Linked DNA regions of Arabidopsis thaliana: region 1 is linked to region 2. The links are chromatin contacts, called in public targeted proximity ligation maps. All regions are on one chromosome and are shown on one strand. The core of a region is the stretch at or near the end of the contact, and the rest is flanking DNA. Distances in the headings are between cores, read along the strand shown.

The links.
Region 1: a targeted proximity ligation map of shoot shows a contact between it and region 2, with 11 read pairs. A contact is called at or near these places in 1 of 26 Hi-C or Micro-C datasets (seedling) and 1 of 2 datasets of targeted methods (shoot).

The regions. Positions count from the first base shown.
Region 1 is chr1:20,726,774-20,730,308 of TAIR10.1, forward strand. TBP2 (TATA binding protein 2) reads right to left here and starts at 1,318. Exons shown (of 10, transcript NM_104427.4): 1 at 1,055-1,318; 2 at 634-713; 3 at 451-538; 4 at 268-339; 5 at 131-181; 6 at 1-5. The coding sequence starts at 710. It overlaps AT1G55530 (RING/U-box superfamily protein), which reads right to left. Exons shown (of 2, transcript NM_104428.4): 2 at 2,352-3,535. The coding sequence ends at 2,699. It also overlaps AT1G55525.
Region 2 is chr1:20,672,739-20,675,856 of TAIR10.1, forward strand. It overlaps AT1G55365, which reads right to left and starts at 1,765. Exons shown (of 1, transcript NM_001333708.1): 1 at 717-1,765. The coding sequence starts at 1,625. The coding sequence ends at 1,245. It overlaps NDF5 (NDH-dependent cyclic electron flow 5), which reads left to right and starts at 1,030. Exons shown (of 2, transcript NM_179479.3): 1 at 1,030-2,351; 2 at 2,431-3,118. The coding sequence starts at 2,114.

The sequences.
Region 1 (3,535 bases), core at 68-2,567, 54 kb after region 2:
GCATACTGAACAACAAAAAGGAATTCTTTAATATAACAGAGAACAAATACCTACTAGAGCTGTAACAAGTTTCTAACTACAGTGATGCTAGAAGAAGAACATCAGACAGTATTGAGATGAGCTAGTTTACCTTTCTTGCAGCAAGCTTTGAAAGATGTTCACTTTTAGCTCCGGTACACACCTAATATTGGACAGCATAGATGCCACGTCAAAACAAGGACATGGAAGATTAGGCCATAAGAGAAAAAGTGACAAAGGAAAACATACCATTTTCCCAGAAGCAAAAATTAACGCTGTGGTCTTTGGCTCTCTGATCCTCATGATTACAGCAGCGAAACGCTGGAACATAAAACACAGATTAAAACCAAATCCGAAAATACAAACCAAAGTGGTGGAGACCAAACAAAATGATCGATTACTAAAACACGAATATCACAAAGAAAGCAAAACCTTGGGGTTATATTCAGCATTCCTAGCTTGCAAAGCTATGGCTTTAAGATCAAGCTTGCAGTCTAAGTTCACTGTTGAGACAATATTTCTGAAACAAACCAAAAAAGAAAAAGGTAAGATCTTGTGATTCACAAAAGCACAAACTCAGAATCTTAAAACAGAGACACAAAAGAGAGAACTCACTGAAGAGTAGGAACAATCCCTGAAGGATGTTTAGTAAGGTCAACTGGCTGGCTCCCTTCCGTTCCTTGATCAGCCATTCTCTAACATAAGAATCAACGTAAACACACACACATCAGCTATAAATCTCGTCTTAAATAGGGCAAAACAGAAACTCATGTCGATCCAAACCAACAAGCATCCACGAAACAAAATTGTTTTCAAGCTTTACAATTTCATTGACCAAATCTGGTTATCTAAAAACCAGTTTTGATAATTGAAATCTAGAAACATTGTTTCACAATCAAACAACGAAAAGCTATGAAACACACAACTTCAGAACATGAGATCCAATTCGTAACAAGCAACTACGAAGAAACTCAATTCAGATAAAATCCGTGGAATTGAATCCATTAGGAACAAAGGGTACGAAACAAAATCAGACCTTTCGCTAGTTAGCAATCCGGAATTTCGAAATCTAGGGTTTCGTAAACCCAACAGATTGGAAGAAATTCCCCCGAAAAGGCGAAAGGAAGGTGAATGATTTGAAAAAGGAGAAGGCTTTTTATACAAAGATAAGAAATTTTTAGAGAGGGAAAGAGATTTGTAAATTGGGATTATATATAAAGGAGAGAGTTTTGATTTTCAATATCGCTCTCTGGGTTCTCTCTCTGGGGATGAGATTTGTGATCTGCGCTTTGGATCTGTGGAGCTTAAGGACACGTTATTACCTCTATATACTTTCCTAAACTACCCTTGCCTCTCTTTGTCGGATGAGGGTAATTATGGGAATTCAGCTTATTAGATTTTAATGTTACGGTCTTTACTGGAATTTTAGGGAACCGTCCACTCTTTGTCTGCCACGTGTTCTATTACAGAATGTGTTAGCATACGTTTTTTTGTTGGATCTATATGTAAGACTATAACTCAAGACACGTTCACAAATATGAATCGAGTAGAGACTATGAATCGCCACAACGACGGACTTATTACAAAGCAGTAGATTATCAATTATTGCATGAAGGTGCCAACTAAAACTTGTTAGAGATCATCACTCATCAGTGTCCGGGTCCTTTCTGACGAGTACGTGCCGATTCACTTCGTCTGACACCAGCTTTTAGATTATCAAATTGTTGTGCTCCATTTCCTTCCCCTTAATTTATAATAATAATAAAAAAAGAGATTAAGAACTGAATATGAGTTTTGTTTATGCGTGATTGTATTTGTATGATCAAAGACGGTCACTTACTCGGCAGAGTTCGGCCCATAGTCGTGTTGTACGCGGAGACCAAGAGAATAATCAAAGTGATTAGGGATAAAACCTGACGATTCATTACTTCTTCTTTTGGATTATGACTAATCTGAGAGATAATGTAATAAGTTGATACTACAATACTTATATATATACAAGGAGATTTGGTGAAACGTTAATATATTAGTATATATACTATATCAAAGTTAAGTTCGTTAATGTCAAAAGGTTCGTTAATAGCGCATAAAGTTGGTAACTTTGGTCGCATTTTACACATGTGAACTCTAGCTTTTATAAATTCTAATTAATGTTTACGCGTAAACAAAAGATTACATGGTAATGCAATCATGGATTAACACAAGGAAAAAGCATCACTTCATTAAGTTTAGTAAAAGACATCATATTTTGTTTTGGATGACGACATATTAAACGAGTCGGTCTAAGTAATTAGGCATACAATATTATACAATTCCATTTCATACAACAAAGGTGATGAATGTTAAATTACTTTTTATGTTTAAATTTATAATTTATTACCAACACAATTCGTACTACAGCCACCAATCTTGTTATTTTACCATTAAGGCATTAATTTAACAAACTAAGTTGCAAAAGTGGCTTTGGTTGACAACAAAAAACACACAAGCGACTTACAGAATCCGGCAAAAGATTTGCTCAAAAACAATTAAAAAAACACAAACTGAAAGATATTTGTTTTCCAAAGATGTAGCATTCAACCAAATCTGAGAAACTTATGTACAGACAAAAGATCAGATTTAGGTAGAACCGAGATTTCATGATCACACCAAAAAGCTTATGTTGCTCAGGGAACATGTCTTAACTAGAATCCGTTGGTGCATTGCTATCTTGCGACGAGGAGAACAAGGTGCTAAACGGCCACGGGATCGAGAATCCGCTTCCGTCATTGTTCTCGTTCTCCTCCTCCTCCTCCTCTTCTTCTTCTTCTTCTTCTTCTTGGCGCCGGTTTCCATCGCTGTTCTCAGCTCCATGGCTGGTTGTAGCAGAAGCACTACTGCTTCCATTGTTATCGCTCGTTGTTGTTACTGAATCAGTCTTGGCTTCATCTGCAGGTAACTGATATCTGCAAACCGGGCATGAACTGTGAAGCTCAAGCCATGGTAACAAGCAGTCACTATGAAACTTGTGCGTACAGGGCATCAGCTTTGCCTCAGTTCCAATCTCAAAATCATCTAAACAAACCGAACATTGCAGAGTCTCTTCGATTTTCACAGTAGCCAAAGCCTCGACAGCTTCTTTTTTAGCAGGAGGTGTTCCATATCTGTTGGGATCATTCTCAGCTAGACGTTGAAGCAACATTTCAAATCCAGGACCAATGAAATAGTCACCTAAAGAACCAGCAGGTACAGAATCCATATCAGCAGAGTTTTGAACCGTGATAGTCTGATTGGAGGTATTGATCAAGATCACCCGTCCCGGATTATTACCTCCATTACCAGTACTCTCAGATTCTACAGACAACCCTGCTCGTATCCCCTGAAGCAACTGCAAAACAGCAGCGGAATGTCTTCTCCTTCTCCTGAGAATCTCTTGAAGCTGCCAATCCAAATCATTTTCTCCATCGTCTTCATTGTTCTCGGTCTGTACCTCGTTTTGATTATCTTCAACAGACTCAACACTCTGGTTTCTCCTACG
Region 2 (3,118 bases), core at 515-3,014:
CATTATTATAACTTTCTCACACAGAATCAGTCTATTAAAAGCCTTCTTTGAGATCACAAATAACACAACCTTTGCCCAATATCATCAACCTAAGCACACAACATCTGATTGAAACACAAAGAGAGGAAACTCAACGGAAAGTCTATTGATTTGTATATCTGATTCTGTGTTTTCAATATCCAGCAGTAATAATACTGTACAGTGTCTCAAAAGCAACAAAAAAGATTGTAACTCTCAACAAACAGGGGATCACCTAAATGAGTCAGCTCATAAACCCCAACAAGCAGAACAGCTAAAAAAGAGAAAACAAAATATGTTGATCTGAATGAGAGAAAACTCACTACTAACAAATTTGGAAACTATAGAGAGTGCTTTCACATTAGTAGCAGTTTCGCATTTGATATAGAGAGTGCTTTCACATTAGTAGCAGTTTTACATTTTTCTTCCTATCCCGTTTTACTAATAATCAATTTTCGAATAATTCATGAAACTTGAAAAATAACATCTGTTTTATAAGTGGTTCAGTCTCAAAATTGCTTGTTAAATTTAAATTTGTCACCTTTAGTCACCAAACACTTCGGTATCGGAATATTGGTAGTTAGATATTATCCAGCATCCAACTGTTGCTGAATGGTCACCGGTTCACAACGATATATTTTTAGGCAAATTTGCGAGTAAAATAATTCATTACAAATTTGCAATGGAATTACAAGCATCGGCTACAAATATCACAAATTAAGAGTTTCTTTGAGATAACAAATAACATGGCAAGAAGACAATTTGGTCTAAGAAAAATTTATATTGACCTATTCAAAACACAACAACTTCTTGTCTCTCAAGACTCCCAAATCTCAGAAAACTTGGTTATTTGATTCAATTGATCCTAACCTCAGCGTCTACACCAATCAGTTTACGTAGAGTCTTACTAGGAAATGAGAATTAAACACAAAACATTATTGAAACCTTCTCACACAAAATCAGTCTATAAGAAGCTTCTTTGAGATCACAAATATGGCAAGAACAAAACCATTGCATAATATATATCATCAAACCTAAAACACAATACCAAATTGAAAACACAAAGATGGGAAATTCAATGGAAAATCTATTAATATCCACGTGTATATTAATTTACAGTGTCTAAAAAAAAACAGATTGTAACTTTCACCAAACAGGGCATTTACCTAAATCAATCAGCTCAGAAAACCCCAAAATTTAGAAAAACTATATATACAAAAAAATTGTTAATCTGAATGAGAGTAGTGATCATAATTGTCATCATCAAACGATGAAATAGATTGATCATCATCATCAGAATAATAATCACGACGATTATAAAGATTATTATGATCAAAAGCAAGTCGATCATCATCATCAGCCTCCGAAGAAGAAGAAGCAGATAAAGTCTCGTACGTGTAAGAGTAGAAAGAATCAGAAGAAGGAAGACACATGAAAGTCCATAAACAGAGAACGAAACGACTCAATTGATGAATCGGGAAGCAAACAGCTATGTCAAAAAGCTGCTCTGTATCGATCCTCTGCGACGACGGAACCCTCCAAATCAGTTGCCACGTGTCGGTGGAGACTTCTGCCACCGCCATAACCATCGCACTGTTGAACACCATTACCAAGATTCTCTCTCTCTCAAGGCTGCGTTGAATTCGGCGATGGGTTTTTTTCTTTGGTTGGTTACGATTTTGACTTCTTCTCGGAACCGTTTCGTGCGTTTGGTAAAGACTTTGTTGTTGTTTTTGCAAGTTGACCGTTTTTTTGTTTTTTGCACAACCACTGTTCACTGGGATCAGTTTGGAACTTTTAAGGGTGTTTCATTCGAAAGTTGGAAGTTGGAACCTTGGGCTTAAAAAACAAAACCCACTTTTGAACTTACACTTCTAAAGCCCAAAGTTAAAATCTTTGGACAGGAACTAGATTTTGGGTGTATAAGTTTAAAGTTTGTGTCCTATAATAAAGGCCCAAACCATTACTTGTCACTGAAGAGAGATGGAGCCACTGAAATATCAAATGGTTGTTTGAAGATAAGGCCAGATTGTGAGTGTTGTCTTCTTCTTCTTTCTCTATGGCTAAACTCTGAAACGTTTTCAGAGCCGTAACAATGGCTTTGGTTCATTACATGAATGTTTCACGTAGCACTTTTCCTTTGAGTAGATCTTCAAAGATTAATTTGAGCTCATCTTTTGCTTCTTTGCCACTTCAGTTTCATAAAAACATTAAGAGATTAGAATCCTCTGTTCCACCATCAGCTTCAGCTTCAGCTTCACCGGCGTTTCCTATTGATGTTGAGTATCTCCGGCGAGAGTTCTCCGGCCATGGAGCCACTTTCGAAGATATTGGTAAATATTTCTCTAGTTTCAGTCTTTTTAAATGAAACGAGTTTTAAAAAAGAAGCTTAACACTTTGATAATGGGGCAGGTGAGACATGTATTGCTAGACTAAAACTGGACAATGGGAGTTCAGCGAATGTGATGTTGACACGTGGGATGATAACATCGTACAAAGTCCGAGTGTGGCACGGTGGCAAAGTGGAGCTTCTCCACACATGGGTCGAACAAGAGGAGGAAGAAGTAGTGATACGAGGAGGTGTTTCATCTGCATTTAGATCATCAGATTCTGATGAAATCAGTGACTGGAGACTCCAAGGGATCAGTGGTGATTCAAAGGATTGCGTTCAAATGGAGCTGAGAAGAAGTGACAAGAAGATCAAAGAGATTGAACTGAAACAGATTATTAGTCTGAGAGAAAACACACTGAGCATTGAGCTTTCTATGACAAACAAAGGCATTTCACCAATCAAGCTTGAAGGTTGTTCACTTGTAAGTTATTTGACAGTGAGTACACCAGAAGCTACATATGCAGTTGGACTGGAAGGTTCGGATTTTGTGGAAACGACTCCGTTTCTTCCTCGTTTCGGGGTGGTTCAAGGCGAGAAGGAAGAAGAAAAACCCGGGTTTGGTGGGGAAGAAGAGAGCAACTACAAACAGTTGAATAGAGAGATGAGTAGGATATACACATGTGCTCCAAAGAGCTTCACTGTCATTGATAGGGTAGTAATACTTACTAAACTTCAATTATATTTAAATTTTCTCTGTGGATTCATATG